2 separate regions of the Callithrix jacchus genome follow, and region 1 is linked to region 2. The links are chromatin contacts, called in public Hi-C maps. All regions are on one chromosome and are shown on one strand. Each heading gives the region's core, a stretch centred on a gene start, on an enhancer-like site or on the middle of the called end of the contact. The rest is flanking DNA. Distances are from core to core; before and after follow the strand shown.

The links. Hi-C and Micro-C count contacts between places; a contact is called where the count stands out from the background.
Region 1: a Hi-C map of skeletal muscle shows a contact between it and region 2, with 3 times the contacts expected there. The contact joins the promoter of ZNF219 here to the promoter of APEX1 in region 2. A contact is called at or near these places in 2 of 3 Hi-C or Micro-C datasets (both in skeletal muscle).

What each region holds. Positions count from the first base shown.
Region 1 is chr8:55,605,808-55,612,968 of calJac240_pri, reverse strand. It overlaps ZNF219 (zinc finger protein 219), which reads left to right and starts at 2,715. Exons shown (of 6, transcript XM_078334479.1): 1 at 2,715-2,918. It overlaps TMEM253 (transmembrane protein 253), which reads right to left and starts at 6,373. Exons shown (of 6, transcript XM_054239789.2): 1 at 6,255-6,373; 2 at 5,989-6,131; 3 at 5,467-5,577; 4 at 5,318-5,374; 5 at 4,663-4,806; 6 at 258-4,298. The coding sequence starts at 6,096. The coding sequence ends at 4,179. It also overlaps the pseudogene LOC128928789.
Region 2 is chr8:55,176,402-55,183,879 of calJac240_pri, reverse strand. APEX1 (apurinic/apyrimidinic endodeoxyribonuclease 1) reads right to left here and starts at 2,997. Exons shown (of 5, transcript XM_078334447.1): 1 at 2,921-2,997; 2 at 2,519-2,647; 3 at 2,132-2,319; 4 at 1,365-1,557; 5 at 449-1,230. The coding sequence starts at 2,576. The coding sequence ends at 713. It overlaps OSGEP (O-sialoglycoprotein endopeptidase), which reads left to right and starts at 3,392. Exons shown (of 11, transcript XM_002753708.7): 1 at 3,392-3,646; 2 at 5,986-6,105; 3 at 6,284-6,459. The coding sequence starts at 3,532. PIP4P1 (phosphatidylinositol-4,5-bisphosphate 4-phosphatase 1) reads left to right here. Exons shown (of 7, transcript XM_002753716.6): 7 at 1-355.

The DNA of each region.
Region 1 (7,161 bases), core at 1,466-3,965, 430 kb before region 2:
GAGGAGCGTAATGGGCCCGCGCTGTCGCCACCCTAAGCCAACTAAGCCACTGCCCAACGCCATTACCTTAGGAAAGGTGCTTTGTGAGACCTTGACCTGACAGCCAAGAGACCACGAGATGGCAGCAGAGGACACAGCCCCGGGCACAAAACCTGAGCCATCTTGCCAAAAAGCAGATTCAGAAACTGAAGAGTTCATTTGTGAAATATCGTCAGTCATCTATAATCATGTGTTAAAAGCCAGAATAAATAACAGAATTTCAAAGAAATGAGGGTCAAATTTATTTGCATGGATAATTTCCCAACCACCAATGTGCCACAGCTGCATATGAAGCCACATATCATGAACTGAATTTCTCTAACATTTAAAAGAAGAGACAGGGGTCACGGCCTTTGAACACTGACGTCAGCGGAAACCTTGTCAGTTTCTTCTTTCTGTGAAGATCCCATTCAAGTAAAATGAGTGACCTCCACAGAGGCTGCCAAACTGATGAAGAAAGAGGCAGATACAGTGGTTGCTGGGAATCACCGCAGCAAAGCAGAACACTGTCACGGAGCAGCCCGGGACTCTGGCAATAGGCAGTGTGGAGGGGGAATAATGAGGAACACAGGACAAGTCTCAAACAGTCTTTGCTTGCAACTGGCAGAGGATAACGCACAGGAAAGCAGCATTAGTGGCACTGGAACTAAATCCCAAATCTGACTTCATTTAATGCGCCTTCCATTGTTACATATTTCCACCTCCCCCACTCCTCAGTTGTGACTAACAAATAGTCTCCAGACATTGCAAAATATCCTCTGAGAAACAAAATGAGCCTTCTCTCAGAACCAGTGCCCTAGAGGCTATGATGAAAAGTTTTATCAGAAAGGTTTTAAGAATTTAATGTTTAATCTAAGACTCTTGGACTTTGCAAGATCTACCTAAACTGTATCATATATCCAAAACTTTAATTACTTCTGTTTGTCTAATGCCGACTGATGATTGAAGGACTATAGCTGAATCTGGCTCTTGAATTTTAAGAAATTATCATTTAAACCACTTCTGCAGGCAATTTATATTCAACACCTTAAGTGGTTTATAGTTTTAAAGTACTTTACCTTGTGTAATTTTATTTTAGCCTTGATACTCTAGTAAGGTAGAGAGAATAAATATTACTACTATAACCACCAAGGGAACAAAAGGTAGTTCAGAAAGGTTTGACTTGCCCAAGCAACAGAATTGGAATCTAGGTTTCCTGATTCCCAGTCCTATTATGTTTTTGAGGAAAAATTTCTAGTAAGAACTTCACTTAGGGGTTCATGAAACCAAACCAAAAAAGTAGATATGGGCATAACTGCTGGAACAGATAAATTTCAACTGCTAAGCTGTTCAAAAATCATCACAAATGATTAACTCTGTTTCTTTCTCTTTTTTTTCCCCCCTGGAGACTTGCTTTGTCTCCCAGGCTGGAGTTCAGCGGTGTGATCTTGGCTCACTGTAACCTCCGCCTCACGGCGGACAGGTTCAAGCAATTCTCCTGTCTCACGTTCCCAAGTAGCTGGGATTACAGGCACCTGCCACCATGCTCTCCTAATTTTTTTTTTAGTAGAGACGGCCACCATGTTGCCCAGGCTGGTCTCGAACTCCTGACCTCAGGTGATCCACCCACCTCGGCCTCCCAAAGTGCTGAGATTATAGGCATGAACCACCAAACCCAGCTAACTGTTTCTTTTAATGAGTAATTCTGCTTCCCCTCTCCTTGCAGGCATTGCCTTTCTGGCTTTCCTTAAGTTGGGTGTGGCTATATGACTTGGTTTGGCCACTGAATGAGTGGAAGTGACATGAATGTATCCCTTCAGGGTAGCATTTAAGAGTCTAAGAAGAGTCCTTCATGCTTACTTCACATTCTGACCAGGCATAACCTTAACCCTCCTAGTAACAGGGCAGGATCTCAAAATGGTGGCGCTCCATGAACTTGGGTACCTAAAACACTTGCAATGAGCAGAACCCCTTGCCAGCCTACTTCGGACACTGGCATGAGAAATAAACCTGTGTGGTTTTAAGCCACTGTGGTTTTGGCATTTACCACAGCCTAGCCTAAGCTGACTGATGCAGGTTAATTTCCATAGCCATCAAGCTTGTCTAGGAACTAGAATGCAATATCTAATCTGATCACATCACTAAAACCTGGAAAACAGAGCAAATTGTTAATTTTCTTCCCTCAGCTTCCTCATCTACCACCTTCTGACTTTCAAAAAAATTATTCTTAGCTGGGCGCGGTGGCTCACGCCTATAATCCTAGCACTTTGGGAGGCTGAGGCGGGTGGATCACGAGGTCAAGAGATCGAGACCATCCTGGTCAACAAGGTGAAACCCCCGTCTCTACTAAAAATACAAAAATTAGCTGGGCATGGTGGTGCGCGCCTGTAATCCCAGCTACTGGGGAGGCTGAGGCAGGAGAATTGCTTGAACCTAGAAGGTGGAGGTTGCGGTGAACTGAGATCGTGCCATTGCACTCCAGTCTGGGTAACAACAGCAAAACTCCAACTCAAAAAAAAAAAATTATTCTTTTCTCAGCCCTGCACACATGAGCTCTCCATTACACTGGCAATTAGACTGGGGGAGAGGTAGAAATGCAGAAGGCCTAGATCTTTTCTCCATTCCAGATTCTGATCCCAGAACTGTCCCCACCCACTAGTACTCACACTTAACCTTGTCATAGGAAGATTATTACCACTCTTCCAAGCTGTCACAGAGGAGCTGCAGCAGGCGCCACTGCAATGCCAAGGCAAGACAGCCAGGCTGCGCTCTGTACTCACTGGTGCCTGGGCCTGTCTGGGCCAGGAGAAGCAACATTCTCTAGGGAAAGAAGCCTTCTCAAGTGGGAACAAAAATGAGAATGAGGCGAACAGCCATCCCGGGCACTATGTGAATTTGGGGTGAGTTCTCTTGGTACTCCAGTTCTGATCAATTTCTAGTTTCTAGCGGCTAGTAAGCTGCCCAGCTGCTGCTGCTACTGGGACTCCCAGTTCTCCTGGGCTTTTCCCAAGCCCACGCGAGCCTGTTATCTTTGCACACTTGCAAAGGTCACAAACGGTGGGGGTTGAACGCAGCCAGAAGTTCAGCAACCCGATAGCAGCCGGGATCAAAGGTCGGCAGGCCAGACCAGACGCCGAGCCTGCGCAGTCCCGCTCCCCCGCTGGAGAAAAAGGGTGGCGACTGCGCGGGCTCGTTACACCGGCGTGCTCGCAACAGGCGGGAAAGCGGTAGGGACAGATGCGGGTCGCAGCGTCGTCCCTCCTTCTGCCTACCCTATCTATCCGCCTGCCCAGCGAGCCTGTTACTCCTTCGGCGCCCAGGCCCCAGGGGAAGGGACGAGAAACGCCCTGCGTTTCTGACTCATCATCTCCAACCCCTTTCTCGCGCGCGCTCCAAGTCTCAGGACTTCGGACCTGCGCCCTCCTGCGAGGGGGTGCGGCGACAGCATCTGGGAAGCCTCAGCTCTGCCAAGCGCCAACTCCGAGCCCTCGCCAGTCTGTGAAGCTGCCTGCGCAGGACTGGCGACACAGAGCCAGCTGTCAGTTGCCGCGGCTGGGGGAGCGGCACGCCAGTGCAGGACCGCCCGCCCGGCTCCTCCCCGAACGCGAGGCCAGTGGTCGCGTCCGAGAAAGCGCTAGGCTAGGCCCAGACTTCCCCGCCTCGCGTCACTCAGCACATCCACAGCGCCCCCACCGCGAAGGGAAGGCTTTTTATTTCCTAGCCGGTCACGGGACAGCAGGGCATCCTGGGACTTGTAGTCTCCGCAGCAGTAGAAAGGAGTTGGATCGAAAGGGGAACTGGAACACTCCTGAATTGGATTCAAGGAGTTGGCGTTGGTGCAGGGTCCGGGGTTTGGAGTGGATGGGATTATAAAAGGTGGACCGAAGAGAAGAGTGAGTTGAGGCAGATGTGAAGCTCCGTAGGGAGGTGACGGGGAGGGAGGATATGGATGGAAGGGAGAAAACAGCTTTTCAGGGTGGTGAGGTGAGGATATATTCGAACGTCCAGGTATATCTTCCCCTAACAGGGAAGGAACGAAAAAGGGGCCTGCTCTGAGTGAAAACTGAAGGCACTCCCGGACTTCATATTGGATTCAAGGGATCCCAGCTAACTTCTGAGTTTGGTGGGGTGGGATGCAGGAATGTCTGGAGAGCATTCTCTCAGGGTGGAAGGAGAGCAACAGGTGTCTGCTCCTGCTGTCCCGCCCTCTCATTTGCTCCTGTGTTGGCCACCGTGGGACCATTCTCCAAACCAGGAACCTCTTCCAACTCAGAGAAGCCCTGAAAACCAGAGACCGGTGTGAGCAAATTGTAGAGGTGAGAAAGAAGAAACTCCAGACAGAAGAAACTGCTTTCTCCCGCCCAATTTTTTATCCTGTTTCCCATAGTCCTTTCAATATTTAGGCAGCTTCCTAATGCTTTCCCACTCTTTTAACTTCAATCATTTGGATTCCCAATTCCCTCTTACCCACCATTAGGGGAGAAATGTCCAAAGCTAGCGAAAGCCAATCAGTTTCATTCTAGGACCTCTTCTTTTCTAGGACCTCCTGCCCCATCGTTTTCCCTTAAGTGCCACTGACCAGGATAGCCAGTGGAAAAATTAGTTGGCAGCTAGCTATTCATTCTTTCCTCCCTGCCCCCATACCTCCTGCAGCTCCTGATAGTGTAGACTCTGGCTCCTGCAGCATCCCGGTTTCCTCTGGCTCAGCAAGAATAGGGCGTGCACTGAGACCAGCACTCCCCCTAGGGTGAAGGCCTCAGTACTGAGCTCCAGCACCAGCAAACCAGCCTGCTGCAGGTAGACAGGGCTGAGAATGCAGGGATCCCGCACTTGTTTGCCCCTGCCCTTTTCGCTCTCCACCTCTTGTCTCCTCATCTTCGAACCTCCCCTTCATTTGCCAGTACCTTGGAGGGGGCGGTTGGGGCAGGCCCCAAGGCTGTCTTCATCACCTCGACTACCACCACGATGAAACCCAAGATCAAGTTGAAGGTGTTGAATATCATCATGGCCTGCACCTGCCAGTGAGCCAGCTCAGTCCTGCCCAGCCTCAGGGACTCATTCCAACCTCAATCCCCACTTGCAGCCTAGCTGAAGACAAAACTCACCTCTTGCTTCTAAGCCTCCAAACAGATCCAAAAGCCCTCTAACTTTTTTGCTTTCCCTCCTTAGTCATTGAGGCCAGTCAATGGTGACAGTTGAGAGGCCAAGTCAACACTTAGCCACTTACTTCCTAGGCTGAGGGCTGTAGGTGTCTGTTTTAGGGAGTGGGAGCACAGTACCGTATTCTCTTCCCTCTCACCTTCCAGAGGCGGGGTGCTCTGCGAAGCTCAAGGGTGACAATCCCAGTGAGGAGACCCTGAATGGTGAGAAGGGCAAGTGTTGGGCTCTGGTTCTGTTAGGAAGGGGCCCTGGGACTTTCCTTCCACCCTCCCTTGTGGTGGTTCTTACTGAGACTCCAGGCCCAAGAGGTAGCGCTGCAGCCGTGTGACAATCAGAGTTCAGGCAGGCGACTGAGAGGGCAAAGGGCACCACAACCACTGCCAACCATAGCTGGCTCACCTGGGGGTCAGGGGAAGGTACTTGAGGAGGAACTGTCAGGGATTCCCTTCCCTTCTCAAAACTCCTCTTTAGAGATCAACAAATAGGATTTTACGCAGGGTGGAGTAAAGCAGTCAACCCAGAGCAATGAAGGAAGTGATCATTAAAAATTAAGTATCATTCAATTTTTTCTGCCTCATATTGTAGTTTAGTTACTTACCTGTATGTTTTCCCCACAAGATGGAAGCTACTTGGAGATTAAGGGTCTTGCCTTGTTTATTTCTATGTTTTCTCCACCCTCCTCCCATTCAGAACCTAGCACATTTTCTGGCACATGGTAGGTGCTCACTCAACATGGATGGATAAATGGACGGAACTGAATTGGGTACAAGTGGGCATGCTGAGACCTGGGATGGGGTAGCCTGGCCTCACCGCCAGCACCAAGAGGTGCCCACTCTGCCTGTGTCTTGCCCAGTGTTGTAGTTTTTCCAGACGAAGGCTGTGTCTCTCCTGCTCTTGCTGACCAGCTCTATCTTCCATGGCTCCTTTACCCACAAGAATAGGTGCTTCCTAGGCTGGGAAAAATGCATTATGGGTTCTGTGTATTAGGAGACAGGACATGCAACAACGTATCTTTCAGCTACACCTCTGCCCACTCCCAATATCCAGGGATTTGAGGTCCAGGGCCTCACACCTACCTAGTCTGAAGCAGCTACTCCAAAGGGATGGGACCCAGCTGGGTCCTAGGACTTCTGAGGGGCTTGATAGCTCAGAGCAGACGACAAACTTGTCCTGGCAGAGAAAGGCTGTCAGGGATGGGGTGTGGTGGGGCAAAGGTTTCTATAAAGGCCTAAGGATCTAGGGAGTGGCCCTGGGTATATACCAGCCTCAATTCATTCCACAAGACATCTAGCCTGACCCCACTGTGTTCCCATTTCTCATTACCCCCATTTCTGCCCATCCTGGGTTCCTCTTCTGGTTTCACTTAACCTAATCCTCAGGGACACTATCACTCTGGACCTCAATTTCTCCTCATTTCCATATAATCTTACTCCTTTCTTTGGCTTCCCCCTCACATTAATTGTCCTTCCCGAGAGACCCTACTTTTTGTCTGGATTGGTCCCCTGTCATTACTATTTGCAGCTTTGCCCCCAGAACAGGTAAGGTTGAATTCCAGTGGCTTTCTTGCCTCTTACTTTCTGGACAGTCTCCCTTCCCTTTCTTGAAGGTTTTACTGTGAATTGAACACTAAGTGGATGGGGGGGTCCTGTTTATAGTGGGAATTGTTTTTGATTCAATGATAACCTGCAGCTGGACATACATATATATAGATATATATGTATATATATATATATAGATGGTCCTCAAATAGTGAGTCTTGGAAAGAATACTATTGCAACAATTAATATTTTTGAGAGAGAAGGTGCCAGACAGACCTGGACTGAAATCTTAGCTCTGCTGCTTTTCCATCTGTGTGATCTTTGATCCATTATTATTATTATTAGAGATGGAGTTTCACTCTTGTTGCCCAGGCTGGAATGTAATGGCTTGATCTTGGCTCACCGCAACCTTTGCCTCCTGGGTTCAGGCAATTCTTCAGCCCTC
Region 2 (7,478 bases), core at 1,748-4,247:
GGGTGGGTAGCCCTGGGGGTTCCCCTCCTTCTTGTGCACCATTGGGACTTTGCTGCTGCTATTGCACTTCACCAGGGGTTGGCTCTGGCCTCAAAACCCTCAGTCTCCTCTCCCCACATTGTGTCCTGTGGGGGTGGGGTCAGCCGCTGCTCTGTACAGAACCACAGGAACTGATGTATATATAACTATTTGATGTGGGATACGTTCCCCTATTCCTGAATTTTCCCTAATTCCTCCTTCCAACCTTTTTTACCCCCCAGTTGCAGTATTTTAACTGGGCTGGGTAGGGTTGCTCTGTCTTTGGGGAGGTTAGGGACTTATCCTGTGCTTGTAAATAAATAAGGTCATGACTCTACCCTTTTTCAGTTGTTAACTTGTATGCATGAAAATATAAGGAGAAAGGGAATGTGTAGCCCCACGAAGGGGTAAGACACAAAGACAGCAAGGATGAAACTATGGCTTTTTATTTTCATGTGGATAATTCAAACAAAGTTACTAGTAGCCTTTGTTCAATTTTTTTTTTTTTTTTTAAAGAAACCCTCAAAAAAATCTTGAGCTTAAAAGAAATCTAAGTCTGCTGCGGGAGCCTGGCTGGAGGATTCCTATTTTTATAGATGAGAAATACAATGCAGATTTCTCTTCAGAGTGTTTAAAGAAGGAATGGTAGTTTAGGGGGATTATTTCCCAGGCTCCAAGTGATTTAGGGGTGGTGTCACAGTGCTAGGTATAGGGTGATAGGACAGTGATCACTGCCGAGAGCCTTGGAACGGATCTTGCTGTCACACAATGCAGGTAACAGAGAGTGGGACAACAAAAAATAATCAAGGCGCCAACCAACATTCTTGGATCGAGCATTCATCATGTAAGTCCAAAAGGTATAGGCATAGGCTGTGTTGGGGTATAGGTGCCTAAAGCTGTCAGCCAGTGGCACAGCCTGCAGTAATTCCCCAAAGCCTTGGCGCTCTTGTGGCGTGAAGCCAGCATTCTTTTTGTTTCCCTTGGGGTTGCGAAGGTCAATTTCTTCATGGGCTACATTGAGGTCTCCACACAGCACAAGGGGCTTTCGGGAAGCCAAGCCCTTCAGGAACTTGCGAAAGGCTTCATCCCAGCGCTGCCGGTACTCCAGTCGTACCAGACCCCGGCCTGCGTTAGGTACATACGCTGTTACCAGCACAAACGAGTCAAATTCAGCCACAATCACCCGGCCTTCCTGATCATGCTCCTCCTCACCTACAGAAATGATGAAACAGAATTAGCATAAAAAAACCACAAGAAAAGAGAAAGCAATCAAGAGGTGGGGCAGAGATGGAGAATTAGCTATTGGTTTTGAAGAGCTCAGGCATTAGGGATTAACAGGGTCTCACCTATGCCATAAGAAACTTTGAGTGGGCACTGGCGGGAAAGTAGGCCCACGCCACTGTACCCTTCCTTATCGGAGGGAGCTGACCAGTATTGATGAGGGAGTCCAGGCAGCTCTTGAAGTTCAGCTGGTAGTTTGTTCTCTGAACATTTGGTCTCTTGAAGGCACAGTATATCTGGGGCTTCTTCCTTTACCCACTATAAGTGAAAAGGTGGAAAACATCAATTCAGCAGAACATTTACTGAATATGTGCTAAGTCATAGATATGCACAGGTTAAACAGTCCCTTGGCCTAATGAGTTCAAGTAGTACAACATTTAAACAATTATAAGCTATATAAATAAAAACTAATAGAGGAAGATAAAGTATTACACGCTCTACTAAGGAGATTGTGTTTTTTCCATAGGCAGTGGATGGCAAGCTAAGATTTTAAGCTATAGTTAATGGAATGGAGGACATGCTGAAGATAAAATGGAGGAAGTATAGAAAAAAGGTTTTTGCAACAGTCTGGGAAGAGGAGAGAACATTAAACGAAAATGGCAATGGAAGTGAAGAAACGGACATTTAGAAACACGACTGGCAAAATGTGGGGAAGCCCCACATAAAGCTCTCCTGGGCAGGAGAAAAACAAAACAGCCTGAAGGCTAAACGGAAAAAAGGGGTGACTAAACCCCTAAGATCATTCAATACTAAAGAATATCTCTACCAAAGTAGAAAATGATATTTAAAAAAAGGAAAAAATACTCTCTTCCCCTCCTTAAATTCCACTTACATCTAATCCTTTCTTCTTAATCCAGGCTCGAAGCCCATCCACATTCCAAGAGCAGATCTTGAGTGTGGCAGGTTTGCCACTGGGTGAGGTTTTCTGATCTGGGGGGTCCTCATACAGGGCTGGGCCCTCTCCTGCTGCCTCTTTGTCGTTTTTCTTTGCGGCCGTCTTACTCTTCTTGGCCTCTGGCTCTATAAAATGAGTAATACATAGTGACAAAAAGTTGGTAGTTTCCAACCTCGATCCGGCGTTAACTATAAACCCAACAAAAGTGTGATGTTACCGCTACTTCTTCACAAACCCCTTAAAAAATGAGCGGCCTGTAGTTACCGTTATCAAGGAAATTCCCGCCGCAGCTTCTAGGAAGAGGGGCTTATTTCATTCTCTTACCCGTCTTGAGCTCTTCCCCGTCTTCTGCCACCGCTCCCTTTTTCCCACGCTTCGGCATTCCCGTAACGAACGCCCTTCGGAGGCACCTGTACCGTGTCGCCCACCGAAGGAGTATTTTTACCGCGTTGCCTACAGACGCAAATAAATGAAATCAGCTAAACCTGGGGAGAAGACTCCTCCCCTAAAGCGTCCCCGCACCAGGTCCCCGCTTTTCAAACCATGTTATGTCTCAATCCTTTCCCAGCCTCCGTGCATCATATGCCCTTCAGCCCCTCACCCACTAACAAGATCATTTCATAGTGCCTTTTACCCTACTGGCGAGATCTGCCCTCCAGCTGAGGATCTTAATTAAGGATCCTGACTCAAGCTTGCCGTTCAGACTGCCAGCGAAGCCCCTCTTACGAGCAGAAGAGTAACCCCGTATCTGCCTGCACTGGTCAGAACGCAGCACAGCTCCTCCTAACCCGAGCACAAAGAACGGTGCACGCTGTGCCCCCACGTGGGTAGCGGATCTGGTCACGTGATCCGAGACTCCAGTCACGTGGCAGAAGAATGTGCGTGATTGGTCTGTCTGGTACCACGTAATGGAGACACTTGGCCTAGCCTCCCTTCTCCCCAGGAGACTTAAGGCCCCAACCCTCCTTCGGGGTGTTTATTGTTGTGCCAGATGCACGGCACATTCTCTGAATGTGGCTTAAGATCCTAATGCTGTGCAAGAGGGGAAAAAAACAATAGCGAAGGCTGGGCTGGACCATAGGAAAGGGATAGAAAAACTGATAGGAATGTAAAGCACAGAGGCGGCTCGGCGTCCCTGGCAGTTAGGAAGACAGGTCCCTGGAGGGGCCTTGACGGGTCTCCGCTCGCGGGAGTTCTGTGGTGTCTCTCGCAGTGCTATCTGCAGTCTCGCCTTCTTCTTCTGTGCCCCGGAAAGCTGCGGCACAGCGCGGACTTGGAAGGACCTCCACTTCTTAGGTTGCTAGGAGTCCTGTCGGCGTTTTCTCCCCGGCTTCGCCATGCCGGCGGTGCTCGGTTTTGAAGGCAGCGCCAATAAGATTGGCGTGGGAGTGGTGCGGGATGGCAAGGTGCTGGCGAACCCGCGGCGGACTTATGTCACGCCTCCGGGCACAGGTGGGTTAGTAAGGGACTTGAGAGTTTTCCGCGCACTTCCCCGCACGGAATTAGTCTTCCATCTTCCTAAATACTAGTTAAGTGGGGCCTTGGGTGCATTGTCCGTTCTTACAGCTTTTGATCCGAGTCTCAGGGAAATTATGTGACTTTATTGACATCACAGGGCTGATAGCTAGAAGAGGTATAGGCACTTGGAGGTGGATCTGAGAAGTTAGTTTACCTTTTATTGAGCGCATTTTATGTGCTAAGCGTTTAGAAATAGATGTTATGATTTTGTTGTGGAATCAGATATATAAATAGATGTTTATTCTTCAGCATGATAAACAGTGTAATAGAGATGGATTCGAAACATTCTGTTTAAAAAATGCTTAGTAGGAATATAGATTCCAGTTGCCCTGAATATACACTCCTTTTTTTTTTTTTTTTTTTTTTTTTCAGACGCAGTTTCGCTCTTGTTACCCAGGCTGGAGTGCAATGGCGCCATCTCGGCTCACTGCAACCTCCGGCTCCCGGGTTCAAGCAATTCTCCTGCCTCAGCCTTCCACGTAGCTGGGATTACAGGCACACGCCACCATGCCCAGCTAAATTTTTTTGTATTTTTGGTAGAGACGGGGTTTCACCATGTTGACCAAGATGGTCTCGATCTCTTCACCTCATGATCCACCCGTCTCGGCCTCCCAAAGTGCTGGGATTACAGGCTTAGGCCACCGCGCCCGGCCCGAATATACACTCCTGTTAAAAAAAAAAAATGCTTTAAAAAAAATAGGATGGGGAGAGAGAAGAGTGGAAAAGACTCCCAGCTTACATGCCAGACAGAACTGGCTGGCTTTGTAATATTCATATTAAATATGTTCTGGACATTTGGTCTTTATTTTTATTTTTAATTTTAATTTAATTGTATTTTATTTTGAGATGGAATCTCACTGAGTCGCCCAGGCTGGAGTGCAATGGCGCGCTCTCGGCTCACCACAACCTCCGGCTTCCGAATTCAAGCAATTCTCCTGCCTCAGCCTCCCAAGTAGCTGGGATTACAAGAGTGCACCACCATGCCCGGCTAATCTTTGTATTTTTAAGTAGAGACTGGGTTTCATCATGTTGGTTAGGCTGGTCTTGAACCCCTGACCTCGTGATCTGCCCTGACCTCGTGATCTCACCTCCCAAAGTGCTGGGATTACAGGCGTGAGCCACTGCACCCGGCTTATTTTTTAATTTTTTTTGAGACAGAGTCTTGCTCCGTCGCCCAGGCTAGAGTGCAATGGCACCATCTCGGCTCACTGCAACCTCTGCCTTCCAGGTTCAAGTGACTCTTCTACCCCAGCCTCCCGAGTAGCTAGGACTACAGGTGTGTGCCACCATGCCCAGCTAATTTTTATTTTTTTAGTGGAGATGAGGTTTCACCATGTTGGCCAACCTGGTCTGGGCTCCTGACTTCAGGTGATCCTCCCAACTCAGCCTCCCAAAGTGTTGGGATTACAGGCTGAGCCACCACGCGGGCCTAGTCTTTGTTTTTAAGATAGGAATAATACATGTATCATTAAATCTTAAAGATAAGATGAAAGTACCAAACACATTACAACTTTTAGTTGATATTTTTAGTAAGCGATTATATCTTGCCTACTCATCCTTCAAACACTTGTATGCATAGGAGAGAGCAACTGACTTGCATGTATCTGAAAAACCTCCCTGAACAGGTGATATTGTGACAGATTACTCATTAGAAATATATATGTATATTTAACATTCACTCCTCTAGACACTTGGGCACTGGGAATACAAAGATAAATAAAATACTCAATGCTTTGAGATACTCATGATTAAGATGAGCAAACCAGGCCGGGTGTGGTGGCTCAACGCCTGTAATGTCAGCACTTTTGGAGGCCGAGGCGGGTAGATCACCTGAGGTTAGGAGTTCAAGACCAGCCTGGCCAACGTGGTGAAACCCTGTCTTTAAAAGAAAAAATATACATATTTTTTAAAAAAAAGAGCAAACCATAGAAAATTATAATGCTATAATTATTATGTTAAATAAATGACATCATCATCCATAGAGTTCTGTAGGGTCACAGAGAAAGATCACCAAAGAGTATGAGGTAGATACCACTGGCATTGAGTCCTGAAGGCTGAGTAGGAGTTGGGTAGGAAGAAGAGCATTTCTGAAAGTTGAACGGCCTATGTAGAAGCTGGAAAGAGTATGTATCTGAAAACCTGGAAGATAGGATGCTTAAGGAAAGTGAAAGGTCTCTTCCTACATCACTAAAACTCCTGTTGCTTTCTTTAACTTCCTACCCACCTTTGCTACAGAAAATCCCTGTGATCTCTGACCTATGTTCATTTTCTAGGATTCCTTCCAGGTGACACAGCCAGGCATCACCGAGCTGTTATCCTAGACCTACTACAGGAGGCACTAACAGAATCTGGAGTAACCTCTCAGGATATTGATTGCATTGCATACACCAAGGGTATGGCTGGGAGAGTGGTCAACGATGGAGGAATGTACCTGCAACCTGGCTAGGTCAAAATAGCCAACACCTTACCTCTGCCATCACTGGTACCCCTACCCCACCTCATATCCCTTACTTCCCCCACCTGTTTTTTTTCCAGTCTCTAGGATTATAACTTCCATTTCTATCCTCCTAGGCCCTGGCATGGGTGCCCCACTGGTTTCTGTGGCCGTCGTGGCTCGTACTGTGGCCCAGCTGTGGAATAAGCCATTGTTGGGTGTGAACCACTGTATAGGCCACATTGAGATGGGCCGCCTCATCACTGGAGCCACCAGCCCAACCGTGTTGTATGTCAGTGGAGGGAATACACAGGTATTTAGAGTACTCTACCCATTCCCTCTCAGCTTCTGAGGCACTGAACCAGTGTCTTCCTTGTTCTACCTGAGTCATGGGAACATCAGGAACAAAGCTGGGCTCATCTGAACCTAAAATACTGTAAACCAGAAAACCCCCAACAGAGTTTGTGGCATTGCAGATTTTGGCAGCCTGATCAGAACATCAGATGACTTACCTGATTATCATGAGACTTTATATCTGATTATAAAGATTAGGAATTTCTACTTCAGGAAATAAATGAATGGTAAGGATTAAGCCTTTAAAATAATGATTATCTGAAAGAACGATCTTGCATTATTTTCAAGCTTATTTTGTCTATAAATCTTAGCAGTTAAAACTAAGGACCACTATCTGATTTATTATTTTAGGGCAACTACATGTTTTTATGTTACTGGGGATGATTATATAGATTTGTTATTCTAAGAAGTAAGAAGTATAAATAACTTGAAAAATACTTCAGAAATTATACAAGGTATTTTATTTTATTTGAGATGGAGTTTTGCTCTTATTGTCCAGGCTGGAGTGCATTGGCACAACCTTGGCTCACTGCATCCTCTGCCTTCCAGATTCAAGCAATTCTTCTGCCTCAGCTTCCCAAGTAGTTGGGATTACAGGCATGAGCCACCACCCCTGGCTAATTTTTTGTATTTTTAGTCGAGACAGGGTTTCACCATGTTGGCCAGGCTGATCTGCAACTCCTGACCTCAGGTGATCCACCTGCCTCAGCCTCCCAAAGTGCTGGGATTACAGGTGTGAGCCACTGTGCCCAGCTCAGAAGGTATTTTAAATTTATAGGTGAAGCTAAAGTTGTTTGGGATACCTTATATGACCTTTTTAAGGTTAGGATTGGATTCCTTTCCAGCACAGCACTTGATTATCATTAGAAATAGTTCAGCATTTTCCCCACCTCATGAAAGGGTTGTGTCTAGAAGATGAGACACGTTTCCCATGAAAATGATGTAGAAACTTCAGCAGGTAGAGGGCAAGTAGTTGGT